Regions from separate parts of the Rattus norvegicus genome. Here region 1 is linked to region 2. The links are chromatin contacts, called in public Hi-C maps. All regions are on one chromosome and are shown on one strand. Each heading gives the region's core, a stretch centred on a gene start, on an enhancer-like site or on the middle of the called end of the contact. The rest is flanking DNA. Distances are from core to core; before and after follow the strand shown.

The links. A called contact is a pair of places that touch in the nucleus more often than the background predicts.
Region 1: a Hi-C map of Schwann cells shows a contact between it and region 2, with 5 times the contacts expected there. The contact joins two enhancer-like sites. A contact is called at or near these places in 4 of 12 Hi-C or Micro-C datasets (the A7r5 cell line, Schwann cells, frontal cortex and 1 more).

The regions. Positions count from the first base shown.
Region 1 is chr6:101,054,169-101,061,288 of GRCr8, reverse strand. It overlaps a transcript of Sptb not described here. Among named protein-coding and RNA genes, the nearest start is that of Plekhg3, 59 kb to the right of the region's middle. Within about 2 kb of position 3,263, at least 31 of the 93 cell types and tissues checked have an H3K27ac peak or open chromatin away from gene starts, as enhancers often do. A contact at or near this core is called in Schwann cells, where this site is marked.
Region 2 is chr6:100,923,937-100,930,899 of GRCr8, reverse strand. It overlaps LOC102556012 (a long non-coding RNA gene), which reads right to left. Exons shown (of 4, transcript XR_010052712.1): 3 at 1,376-1,629. Among named protein-coding and RNA genes, the nearest start is that of Rps17l1, 43 kb to the left of the region's middle. Within about 2 kb of position 2,434, at least 1 of the 93 cell types and tissues checked has an H3K27ac peak or open chromatin away from gene starts, as enhancers often do. A contact at or near this core is called in Schwann cells, where this site is marked.

The DNA.
Region 1 (7,120 bases), core at 2,014-4,513, 130 kb before region 2:
CCCAAGCCACCCACAGACACCTCATGCAGCAAAGTGTAGATTTCCACCGTCCCTTTATGGCTGTTGTTCATAGAGTTTGACTATAGAGATGGTTCTAAGGCAAGATTAGACGTGAGGGTGAAGGAGATCCCCCCAAGCTTTTAGTACTGTGAGGAAGCCCCCAGTTTATAGACTAGAACAGCAAACCTTATCTGAGGGGTTTAAAGAAAAAGCCTCTAGAGACCTGGGACGTACAGCCATGGGGCCGTACCTGGAGCAGGGTCCTTTTGGGTCCCGAGAGTCTGTTCAGGGAGCCTGGACAGCTGTGACTCAGATTGGGGACAGCCGGTGAGAAGAACTCGGTCTGCATGTGGTTCGCACCACTGCATGAATCCCTGTGGCGTATGGCTTTGAGTATCAGAAGCAGCAGATAACTTCATGTACTCCCTCTGTCTCAGAGCCCAGGTGAGTGGAGCAACCTGAGTAGGGATTTAGGACTAGCATCCTTGGTGGGAATTTATGCTACATCAGCTACCCCAAGAAAGATGCACACCCCTCCCTGTGCAGAATCCGTGCACACGCACACGCACACACGCGCGCGCACACACACACACACACACACACACACACATATACACGTTTCTTTGGAGCCGTTTTTTTTTTTTTTCTGAGCTGTACCGACCCGTCATGCTCAGCAGAGGGCACTGTTGGGCTCTGCTGGAAGACCTTTCTCAGAAGATCCTGCTGCCGTACCCATCCTGTCTGTGGTAGACTGTCTTCCAGCTCCCTTTCCCCAGCACCAACTCCCCTGAGCCCGTCCCTAACCCCACTCCCACCAGAGGGAGAGAGAACTCCAGGGCCTATGGACTGTGAACAGGGCTGGAGCTGTCCCTGCCTCCTGCCTCCACCTGCGCTTCTGCCCTGCATCCCTGTGTGTCTGCATGCCGTGGTGTCCCCGGTGTGCGGGCTTCATGACCACCTGAGCATCTCGACACCATTGTCTGTCGTGTACGTGTACGTTTGTGCAAATGGAACTACATGCGCCCCTGAGCCACCTCCATCCAACACTTGAATACCAACTGGGTTGGGAGGAATAAAATTTGCTTAAATCCGAGTGTTTCTCTGGGGGAGGAGTGAGCCCCTAGGGGAGATCCTTGCTGAGCAGCCAGCCATTCACCAGATTGGAAAAGCAGCCCCTGTCTGTACCAGAAAGCAACCAGATGGCTAATCAAATGAACACCAGGCCCAGGGCCTCCTGGAGACAACCTTCTTCCTGCTGCAGCTTCTTCCCAAGCCTTAAAGATGCAGGGGGGAGGACGTAACTCCAAATCACCTTTGATGTGAGAAAGAGGATGGAGCCCATGCAGACAGAAAGCCCAACCTCGTTTTGGAGAGGTCCTCCTAAGCTCACTGCAGCCCCCTTTGACTGCCCTTGACAGCCTCTTCCCATCTCAGGAAGGTTCAGTTGTCTGCTGCGCCTTCTCATGGATTGGCCGGGGTGCTGTGGCTCTCCTGTCTGTGCAGTCTGGTGTCGGGTCCTGTAGTATATACACATGCCACATCGCTTCTTGTAAAAGCTCTTACTAATGCATGTCGCTTCCTGCTGGAGTTACGAATGGGAGTGGACCAAGCACCCTTACCCTGCCTGCATAGTGCATCCCACAGGCAGCACCCTGTGGGCCTTGATCCAACCTTCCCCTTCCCGTGTGTGCACATGCAATGACTGAGCTGCCAAACCATCACTGTGCACTGCCACTACTGCCCCTGCCTCTGCATGTTAGAGGGCATTCCGGTAAAAATCAGTCACTTCCCACAGGTAAGTGTGAGGCCAAGCCAGAGAGACAAGGCATCACAAGAAGCAACACTCGGAATGAAGTCGGAGTGTTTGGGGTCTGGTCTCTGGTTCTGTTTAACTTGTGTGGCTTTGGAACCTCCCCATCCCATCCCCAAGTCTCTTCTCTTGCCTTATAAAGGTCTTTCCGTAGGGTTACAGAAAGTCCACATTCCCATGTGTCAGTGATGCAGCCTTTCAAGGGAAAAGCTGGGGGAAATGACTTTCCTGTTTTCCTCCCATCTGCTCCTAACTCTGAGACCCCCAGCAAATACTGTGAAGCAGGATGGGGAAGGAGAGGTGACAGCCTAGGGCATTTGGCCATGTCCCTGTTTGAGGGAAGAGCTGAGGTTCAAACCTGCATAGTGCCAGCAGTGGAGCCCTGAGGGGTCCTGATTGTTTCTTTGTGCCTTCAGCCAGAGTGTAACTCAAGAGGACGTTCTGACAAGGGGCCGGCACCCTCTCTGCCGTATGTGCCTTCCCTTCCCCTGGGAAAGGGTCTCTGGGCTCCCCTAAGTGTTCTTCATCGCCCAGGCCTTGCTGACTCAGACTCTCCAGTGTCTTATTTGAGGGAAGGTGTTTTCTCCTAGGAGGGAGGAGCGTGAGCTCTCATGGTGTTAAAGAGTGCGAGTTCCCTCCAAGCTCAAGACCTCTTCCTACACACCGCTGTTTCAGGGTCCCTGCAGGGGTGCTGGGATTACAGGAGTGACACCCCTTTATGACATGGATGCTGGCTGGGGGTTGGAGGGCACTGTAACAAGAAACAATCTCAGTTTGGAACCAACATACCCTTCCTGACTCCAGGTCCCCAGGCTAGACCTGGTGTGCAGTGTAGGGGGACCCTGGGAACAAGGCCACTCCAAACAGTATCCAAGTGGGTGTTCTTCATGGTCAACCTTGAGCAGGAACAGTCTTACTCAGGATGGTTCACAGACACTGCATTTTAAGTGTGACCTTCCATGAATGGCCACACAGCCGACTTCCCTTGAGACAGGCTGAGCGTCAGAGTAGGGCTGTGGGGTGATCTGAATCTTGCTGGTCTTCCTTCCTGTCTCAGAGGCTTTGGGAGAACAGCCAGCACTTGTGAGTGAGGGGCAATACCCCAGGGACTGTGCAGGCACTGGGATCGGGGTCTATGGCCACCTTTGTGGCAAGGCCTTGCTAGCTCCAGCCAGTTGCCCCCAGCAGCCCAGAGCTTTACTCAGCAGCCAGCAGCTGGCAGTAGGGCTCTGACGTTGGCGGATGCTGTGGGTGGGGGGCAGCAGCTGTGTTTCTTCTTGCCTGAAGAGCCTTCCCAGTCCTTGCCCCTCCCCACCCATGAAGAGCAGCTTTTTCAGACATTTTGCCTCAAATGCAAATCCTTTGTTCCAAATGGGCAGTCTCAGCCCAGAACAGACGTCAGCTTTGCCCCAAACTTGGGCGTGTTTCTGTCTCCCCAGGATGCCTGAGTCAGCGTGGCAAGGGTGTGTCCGCCTGCAGTCTGGCACTGCGCCCTGGCTCCCTGGAGAAACCTGCTCTCTTTCTGGACATTACCCACAGCAGGGTGTGCCCAGCTCTCTCTTCCCTATGCCAGATGCTAATGTCTGGTCCTTCTGCTGTAAAATCTCCCCCAAGTTCCTTGTTTCAAGCTGTATGTCCTCCTGTTCCCCGATACTGATGGACTCAGCATGAGACTCAGCTCGCTAACATTTGGAAGGACCTCAGAAGTGGATGGGGAACCGGTGGCCAAGATCCAGGTCACCAAGAAACCCAGCCGCCACCAGCTCCTCTAAAGTCAGCACACAGGTCATGCACATTGAAAACCACTCTGAAGACACCTCCCTCGCTCTCCTCTGGGGACAGTGGACCAGATCTCCCGTGTCCAAGAGAAACCTACAAACTGATTCCCCACTTCCTTTTGCTTTGTTCTGGGGCCTGTACCATCCTCCCTCCATCTCACCCAAGTGCCCCAGTAGACATATCAGATGACAGCTGGCCATTGGGGTGTAGAATTGAGCCTCTTTACTTCCAAACCCCACTTCTGGGAGCCCCTCACCATCTCTTGGCCTGCCATCTGCAGGGCTGCTTGCCATCTGCCACAGTTTGCCTTTCCTTCCCCACCCCCACACTTCTGGTTCAGCACAGCCTCTCCTTTCTCCTTTGGGGTCTCTGTCTACCCCAAGTCTTCATGTGTCCCTATCTTTGGCTGCTTTTCAACTCGGCAAACCGAGTCTTTTTCTTCTCTTGAGAACAGCTGTCTTCAAGCAGCCTTTACAAACTGTCTAGACATCCCTTCTTTCTCAGAGCCCAGGAGCCAAGACATCAGACACTGGGGAGAATAAACATCCTGAACTGGCTCTGCTCACCCGGCTCTCACCTGGTACTGTTCGGTTGCCTAAGGCATCTAGCACTGTGTCTTTTGTGGTGCAAACCCCATTTCCAGCTCCTTCCAGTGTAGCTTGGATGTGATTGCACCACCTTAACGAGTTGGCCACATGCCTTATGTAAGCTGGCACATCTTTAGACTGAGAACCTCATCGGGTGATATTTTCTTCAGGAGCCATGGTACTTCTATACACACACAAACACACCTAGACTGAATAGAAAGAGCATTGTGTTTGGAGCTAGGCAGACCTATTTCCCACCTTTGTTAGATATGTGACTGTGGGCAGGTTTCTTGTTCCCCCTAGTCTGTACAACAGGCTGAAAGGCTTGCAAGACAGAATGTGTGTAGAGAACTTGGCACTTAGCACATGGTCATTTAGATACCGTCATCCTCACCCGGACCCTTCATCTTTTAGAAGAACCTTCCCCCATGTAGACCCTAACATTACCAAGGTTGTAGACACTGACCAGCCTGGAGACCTCCATCCTTGACACTCCCTCTATGTCTGTTCTAGGCTAGTGTTCCAGAACTTATGTCACTGCTAATGTGGAGCAGTCTATTCTGAGGTCCACCCATGCCCCCTGGCTCTCACCAACATTAACAGTAGAGAAAACTCTGTCAGCAGGGTCCTTTTGCTTACGGGTACATCTTAATTCACTGAGCATCACTGTGGTCCTGAGTCAGGATATTTTGGCCTGTGGAATTAATGGTCTGTCTGCAGTCCCCCACACCACCTGCTGGCGGATCCTGGAAATGCATTTTTTCTTTTTCTTTTTCTTTTCTTTTTTTTTTTTTATAAATTTATTTTTTAAGATTTTATTTTATTGTATGAGTACACTGTAGCTGCCTTCAGACACACCAGAAGAGGGCATCAGATCTCATTACAGATGGTTGTGAGCCACCATGTGGTTGCTGGGATTTGAACTCAGGACCTCAGAAAGAGCAGTCAATGCTCTTAACCACTGAGCCACCTCTCCAGCCCCCCCCCCTTTTTTATATTTTTTATTTGCATTTCAAATGTCATCCCCTTTCCTGGTTTTCCATCAATAAACCCCCTATCCCATCTCCCCTCCCTCTTCTTCTATGAGGGTGTTCACCCACCCCTTCCCGCCTCCCTACCCTGACATTTCCCTACACGGGGTGGGGGTGGGGTGTCCAACCTTGGCAGGACCAAGGGCTTCTCCTCCCATTGGTGCCCAACAAGGCCATCCTCTGCTACATATGCAGCTGGAGGCCTGGGTCAGTCCATGTGTACTCTTTGGTAGTTTAGTCCCTGGGAGCTCTGGTTGGTGGCTATTGTTCTTATGGGGTTGCAAACCCCTTCAGCTCCTACAATCCTTTCTCTAACTCCTCCAATGGGGACCCCGTTCTCAGTTCAATGGTTGGCTATGAGCATTTGCCTCTGTGTTTGTCATGCTCTGGCAGAGCTTCTCAGGAGACAGCTATATCAGGCTCCTGTCGGCTTGCACTTCTTGGCATCAGCGATATTGTCTGGGTTTGGTGACTATATGTATATGGGCTGGATCCCCAGGTGGGGTAAGCTGGAAATGCATCTTTAAGTTGGTCCCCAGAAGAAACATAACCTGTTCTGTCCACTTTCCCACCTCTCAGTATCTGTGAGGAAGGTTCCCACTTTCTTGTTCACTTCCCCCACAAACCCAGTTTCCTGGCCCCAGTGCTTATGTGACTTACTAGACTTTGCAAGGCTCTGCCAAGATTCCACCAAGACTCAGATGGCTATCCTCCCAGGAGCCAGGGGTCTTTCCTTGTTCAGCCTCAATCTCAGGGGGTCTTTTCTTTTCATAATTTCCCTCAATCAGCAACCAATTCCCTTCTCAGACATGGTGCCAGCAGCTGGTACACACATCTTCCTAGCAGATACCTGTTCTTATCTGTTTAACAAATCAGCAAATCAACCTCTACTTCGGGCAGTGTCTCCTCCTACTGCAGGCCTACCCTGCCTGCCTGACCCCAGAATTTCTTCCAGGTACTCCCACATTCTCTTCCAGGCTATCCTGAGCTCCTTGGGTGATGTCCTGTAATGACACCCCTCAATGGTGCAGAACCTGAGTGTTCCTGATGATCAAAGCCTTTTGGCTGAGTACATAGAAGTCACGGGGCTCTGACCACTTCCTCAGCCGAGTGACTATGCGAAGCCTGTCTGTGTCTAACATGCACCTCTGCGACTAAGCAACTATGAGCCCCAACCAGAGGCTACTCCTCCTGACACTTCTACCAGAGAGTCCTCTGCCTGACAGTGCAGTGGACCGCCTCCTCGGTCTGCTGCATGCTTCCAGGGAAAGTAAGGGAACTGCCACCTCTTCTTGTCCCTTCCCTAGTTTATTTAACCTTGGAACCTGTTTTTTCTTTTTCTTATTGTTGTTGTTGTTAAGACAGGATTTCTGTGTGTAGCCCTAGATGTCCTAGAACTTGTTCTGTAGACCAGGCTGGCCTCAAACTCACACAGATAAGTCTGCCTCTGCCTCCTGAGTACTGGGATTAAAGACCTGTGCCACCACCACCAGGCAAGACTTCTGTCCCAGATATCCACCCACATGATCATGTTGGATTGGTCATCGTTCAGCTAGCTGTTTGCTGGGAACTCTTTGGTTCATCTAACCTTGAAAGAGACAGTAACTCTTTCAGCAATACTGCAGGCCTCAGATTCATCCGTGGTAGATTTGGAGCTAGGCCCAGGCAGCCCAGGGAATGGCTGTGTCTTTGGTGAACCACTTGGCTTCTTTGACTTCCTGACCACCTGCATGCCTAGGCCTACCCTCAGGGACTTGTGTTGCCTCCCTTTCAAATTTGCAAGACCTTTTTGGGGCAGAGAAATAATGCTGTGGACTCTTGCCCTGAATCTGCTAACCTACTGTGTGATCCCAGATCCTCCCTGGACTTTCTGGAGCCCAATTTTCTAATCTCTGGTAGGACTGGCTGATTCG
Region 2 (6,963 bases), core at 1,185-3,684:
AGTGATCAGACTGCTCCTGCTTTCTGTTTTACGCAGACCCTGATTATGTTTGGGTAGATGTCTGCAGTGTTTGTTTCAATGGCTTCCAGAGTCGGAATATTCCAAAATCAAGTGTCTTTTTAGCCACCATCTGAAGCACCTGTTTCCACTCTGTGTAAATTGTGTTTCTGCAGACAAAGGAGAAAGCTGCGTGTGAATGGTCTCACGCTAAGGCCAGATGTGAGCGAGCCAGCTCGCACCTGGAGCAGACTAGTCCATTGTCTGAACCCCACGGGAGGCTCCAGTGAGTTTGCTATCCAGAGCACACTTTACCTTTGCGGCCTCAGGTCACGCTGCGTGTTCCCACATCATGTCCAGCATGCAGAGGAGGCAGAGGAAATTGAGGGGTTCCCTGGAGAGCTTCCTTCTTTCTTCCCCCCAGCTTCCCTCATCTCCAGCCTCGTCTTCCCTCTCCTTGTCTTCTTGGCAGATGTGTGACAGGCTGAGCTTGCTAACAGTCCTCTCTCTCTCTCTCTCTCTCTCTCTCTCTCTCTCTCTCTCTCTCTCTCTCTCTCTCTCTCCTGCCAAGCCTGACCACCTGAGAGTAATCACTGGGACCCACAGGGTTGTAGGAGAGAACTAACTCCTAGGCCTCCCCACTTCCCCACCCCACAATCCTAGTGACCAGTCTAGTTCCTGTTTGACCTGCTCTGTTCTCTCTCTCTCTCTCTCTCTCTCTCTCTCTCTCTCTCTCTCTCTCTCTCTCTCTCTCTCTCTCTCGTCTGCTGCAGAATTGCATATGAGCTTTAATCAGTAGCCTAAACCAAAAATTCTTAAACCAAAAATGAAAGTGTTGAAGGCAAACTGGCCTCCAAGGGTCCAAGAAAAAAAAAAGCCTTGGGCCGCTTCTCCTCCTCTGCTGACCTTTGGGATGGTTTCAGGTATACACGTTCTGCTGGGAATTCTTAGTGGGTGCCCCAGGATGTGAGGTTATTTTGATTTGTTTGTTTTTATTTGCTTGGTTTCAGGAACCCAAAGGCATGGTTACTCCAGAATAACAGGAAGGTAAAACTGTAACGGAATATCCCCACTGTCTGTATCTCACTGAGGGGTTTGTTTGGAGTCATAATGGGTCACTATGTTATCGTGCTTGAATAAAAGCAGTAACCGATCAAGCACTTCTGTGCCACAAGTATTCAGTCCTTAAAACAATACAGAGTAGATGTAACTACGAAGTTAAGGCTTGCCCCATGCCCTATAGCCATCGAGGAGAAGTCTAGAAAAACATTTTGCTTATTGAATCTAATATTGTCTTGTTGGTTGCATTTTGTTTCTTTTTAAAAAGATTTATTGATTTTTAATTTTGTGTATATCTTCATATTTTATGTGCACTTACATGTATGTGGATGGCCAAGGAGATCAGAAGTGCTTCTTTGGATCCTCTGGAGTTATAAGCACTATGGAGGTGCTGGGAAAGGACTCAGGGTCACTGTAAGAGCAACAGGCTCTCTTGATGACTGAGCCATCTCCAGTCTCGCTGTGTAGCCTCGGGCTGGTCTTGACCTTGCGATCCTTCTGCCTCCTGCGTGCTATTACAAGTATGTGCCATCATGCCCAGCTGTGGTTCTCATTTGTCTGGAAACACTATAACTGTCAGAAAAAATGGGTCAGCTCAGAAAGCGTTACATTTTTCATTTAAAACAGTAATCACCAAGGTTGAAATGAACTCCTAGCTGAATATGTGTACATTCTGGTTAGTCGAATAACTTCTCGGAAGCCACTGTGAAAGTCAGCCATTAGACCTGGATTCCTGTCTGCTTCTCCTCTCACTCTGGGGAGCAGAGGGGAAGATTGCTTTGGGGTGGGGGACGTGGGGGGAAAGAGGGGCGGGTGTGGGAAGAGTATGCCGATGTTATAAAGATGCCCCAGCAGGTGGCAGTGTTTCCCACAGCAGCAGCCGCACAGCCCACGGAGTTCACTGCCCAGATGCTTAAGAGACAAGAAGACAAATTTGTGGGAGAAGATCATAGCACCTGCTTGCATTTTTTGTGTGTGCTGGGAATTGAACCCTTGGCCTTGTAGCTACTAAGTAAGTGCTCTACCACTGAGGTACACCCCTAGGCCTCATTTTAAAATTTTGTCCATTACATATAATTTTATTTTTATAATTAGCTAATTAATTAGAGACAGGGATGTGTGCTCATCATAGCTAAACCCAGGTTTGGACTGAACTTCCTTGTTTGTTCCCAGCCTGCAGAACTTAGCAGTTTGCTTTGTACTGCCAATGGCTCCTGGTTCCCACTACAAGTTTGGCACTTATCTGCATCTCTGACAAGGACGCACTAGGAGGTGCTGAAGTTCAGAGTTGGGTAAGGAATGACAAGCGTTAACATGCTGCTGTTCTGATGAGAACAGAGAGCAAGCTCGCCCTGACTGCAGCGAGGCCTCAGGCCTGGCAGAAAGGCCCAGCCCATTGGTTGGGCTGCCACAGAACGGGCATGACACTTTGGAATACATTGGACTGGTGTGTTTTCTTTCCATTTAAACCAAGGTGCACTGCAGGTTTCTGTGCTTCAGGGTAAGGGACAAGCCATTGAGAAAAACTAGGTCACTGCTCTATTTCAGCTTACAGATTCCTCTATAAAAAATTCCTTGTCTGTAAGTAGTAGTGGGAAGAGGTCATCAAAGTGGGGTGCATTCAGCATAACACAGAAGGGTCGCGCGGGAGGAAACTAATACAAGTTCTATATTTTCTTCTCATCCTTTAAGATGTCTATTTGTGGGGATATATTTTATGTGACATACACTGTTGGTATAATAAGTATATATCGCTTTGAACTACACATTAATATATACATGTACCATCACCATACATACATACATATATATGATACATACATAGATATTACATGTCTACAGTTGACAGTCTATGTATCCACACATCCTCAAAAATGTTCAGGACAAAGAGCATTCATACAGACCAAATGACCAGGGGGACCAGTGACACAGAACAACGTAGCCGGGTGAGCGCACTCACTTGACTGAGCGCTCGGCAGAATCAGGAGGTGTTTAGAGGGAAGACCCCCTAACTGCCCACAGGCTGGGTTTTTCACCTCCTGAGGACCCGGCTCATCCCTTTCTCTCCAGATCCACAGGGCCAGACACCATCTGTCATGACTTGAATTGTGCCCCTTACCCTATTTTCATATGTTGATTTTCTAACTCCTGGGACCGTAGACTGTTGATCTTACTTGGAAATAGGGGTGTTACAGATATCACTAATTAAGATGAGGCCATACGAATGTGAGCCTCTCTTCGGTGTGATCTGTGTACTTACAAAAGGGTTGGGGGTGGGTCTGTTGGTACAGTAGCATGCAGGAAGCCCTGGGGTTGATCCTCAGCACGAAAGAAACTAGCTGTGGTAGCACTCTATAATGTCTGCAGTCGGGATGGGGAGGAAAGATCAGGAGTTCAAGACCGTCCTCAGCCAAAGAGCAAGTTCAAGGTCAGGCAGCATTCCTCAGGGGGGGAGACAAGGCAGATGGACAGAACAGTCTGAAGAGACGGTGCAGACAGACAGACAGACGGCCATCTACAAGCCAAGGAGAGCAGTCTGGAACCCATCCTTCCGGTCCTACTGACAACTTGAACTCAGCTTTCTAGCCTTTAGAACCATGAAGAAATATATTTGTATTGTTTAAAGCGGCTCACTTAGTTGTGCTTTGCTATAGTAACATTAGCAACCCAAAATACCATTTGCTAAGAAAGTCATATGGAGGGGAGAAATCCGAAAACTGGGACTCAGGTTTAAAGATATTTAAATTCACTGATGCCTTCTTCAGGTTTCCGACTAGACTGCAGACCAGCGGCTTCCAAGCCTACAGCACCAGTTTAGAATCACTGAGACATCCAGCCTCATGGACTGCGCAGCCAGGAGGTTCTTAGTCTCTCCCGTGTTAGCCAGCATCTGGTGGGCTATCCAGACGATCTATTAGCCTGCCTCACCTTCTGGGAGGCAGGATCTCACCGTGTAGCTTTCACATACCTGGGACTCTAAGTGTCGACTAGGCTGGCCTCAAACTCAGAGATCTATCTGCTTGTGCCTCCTGAATGCTGGGATTAAAAGTGGAGGCTACCACGCCCAGCAGTAATCTACTTTTAAAGTATATGAATTCTGGGCTGGAGAGGTGGCTCTGTGGTTAGGAGCACTGACTGCTCTTGCAGAGGTCCTGAGTTTAATTCCCATCTCACAACCATGTGTAATGGGATCTGATGCTCTCTTCTGGTGTGTCTAAAGATAGCTACAGTGTACTTATATAAATAGAATAAATTAATCATATATATATATATATATATATATAAATTCCATCAGTTCTATTTCTCTAGAGAACCTTGACTAGTGCACCCTATCTAAAAAACACTCAAACAACAACAAACTCCACCCATAACTCCCTAAAATCAATACTGAAATTTCTTAGAGGCTTGGGTTGCCTGGGCGGCCCTCTTGTGGCCAGAGCCTGCCTTTAGCCTTTCCAGGCCAATCACCGCCTTATGATCTGCCTTACCACCACATTTCGTTCTAGCAGGTCTTCAGTTGAGAGCCACTTGCTGAACACAACCAGTGTTAAAAATGAAACTCCAGGGGTTGGGGATTTGGCTCAGTGGCAGAGCGCTTGCCTAGGAAGCGCAAGGCCCTGGGTTTGGTCCCCAGCTCCGAAAAAAAGAACAAAAAAAAAAAAAAAAAAAAAAGAAACTCCAGAGTCTGGGGGTGGCTCCGAGGTAGAGCACACGCTTGGCATGCCTGAGGCCTTGGGTTCAAACTCAAGTGCCAAGAAATACAAGACAGACACACAGACAACACTTTTGTCTCTCTCTTTTTTTTTTACTTTTGAAAGAGGGAGGGAAAGAGAGCAGGACAGACAGGCAGGCAGACAGGCTAACTTCTATATCCTTGACTAGCCTCAAACTTGTTATTTTCCTCCAATTTATGATTCCCCTGCTTCTGCCTCCCAAATGCTGGGTCACAAGCATGTGCCACTGTGCCTAGTTTTCGAGCAACTAATTTTTAAAGTAATAAGTGACAAAATATTCATTGCTTCTTAGTGTATAGTTTACTCTTACCTATGCTCCAAGGGTACTTGAATCTACAGCACCCGTCTGTGGAAACACTGGGAGCTGAGCTATCTCTATGCTCCTCCCTTCTTGACTCTAGGCTCAGTGAAGTCAGGTTGGTTCCTTGAAATCATTTACAACAAAAATGCTTAACCCAGGGAAGTTGTCAAACATGGTAGATCTACCTCAAGGAGAGCCCATTGTGAGTCATTTCCCAGCATACCATTCAGCAGATTTTTTTTTTCCGGAGCTGAGGACTGAACCCAGGGCCTTGTGCTTGCTAGGCAAGCGCTCTACCACTGAGCTAAATCCCCAACCCATTCAGTAGATCTTAACATGGGCAGTTAGACTCCATGTTGTGATAAAGTAGTAGGACAGCTGAAAAGCTTGAGAGACAAGTATTTCAGTGGGGCCCAGATCTGATGTGAAATTTAAACCAGCAATGAGCACTGAGAACAAGTCCAGTGGTTCCCTGTGCCACAGAGGAGGGAGACAATGAGGTGTACCTGGGAAGACACCTGCTGTGTCTTCTCACAGTGGGACGAGACAGTAGACGAACAGCTGCTCACTTCCATGCCTTCGGTATGTTTTACTGCTATGGGGTGGCAGTGTGGAAGAGGAAATCTCTGAGCTGGCTTTCCTTTAACAACTCTTATGACTGTCAAATGTTAGAGGGACTCTTTCAGTCCTGCTCTAGGCAGCGAGAATAGGAGACCTCAAAAGGCTCAGACTTCCAGCACTCGCAACCCGTGTGAGAGTGCTCACAGATAACAGATAGGTGTTCAAGACCCGAACACAGTCCAGTTCTCAGGGCAACTATTGCTGGGTATAGCAGCAGCTATAAAATTAGCAGGTGACCCCACTTCTGCAAGAGGAGTGAGGCTGTTTCCAGACCGCAGCAGTTACACTGTGTGCTGTAAACATTGCAGGGGCTTGAGGCTGACCTGAGCTTGTCTCTAACCTTCCCATTGGCCAACTGTGTCCTAGACAGGGTTTGGCTTCCTTCAGCCTCCATTCTCCTATCTGCAGTGGTGAGAAATGAGAGCGTCTAGAGTTGAATGGCTGGAGGGGGAGGAGCATAGAGAGCAGTGGGGGAGGGGGATAGTGAGAACAAAGTATAATGACACCTATGTATGAAGATGTCATGATGAAACCCATTACTTTACATGTTGACTTGCGAAGTTGAGCAGAGACTTGTGTGTGTGTGTGTGTGTGTGTGTGTGTGTGTGTGTGTTTCATAGTTACAGTGCTTATTGATATAATAAACAGAAAGGTTGTAATTCAACCAACTATGAAGAAGAAGTGAGATTCGCTAGACAGAGATAAGGATGTGACTCAGTCAGTAGGGTGCTTGCCTGATATACACAAATCCCTGACTTCAGTTCCACAGCACTGCACAAAGACTGGGCATGGTGGTATATGCTTGTAATACCAGCACCCAGAAGATAGAAGGAAGATCAGACAGAAGGGGATCAGCAGTTCAAGACCATCCTCAGACACATAGTAAATCTGAGGCTAACCTTGACTATCTGAGACCCTATCTCAAACAAACAAACAAATAAATAAGCAAATGTGGGCCACATGGGTGATAGCATATCTAAATCCTTGCCTATTAGAGCAGAGCATGAAATAGTAAGCGTATTATTTAAAGATGCCAATAACAGAACGAAGACATTAGCCTTAAAGATCCAGGTGTGGTGGCGCATGCCTTTAGCCCAGCACTGAGGAAGCAGAGGTGGGTGGATCTCAGTGAGTTCAAGGCCCGCCTGGTCTACACAGTGAGTTACAGGACAGTTGGGGCTATGTAGTAAGACCCTGTCATGAAAAAACAACCAAACCAAACCAACAATGACAAAAAAAGTTAACCTTAAA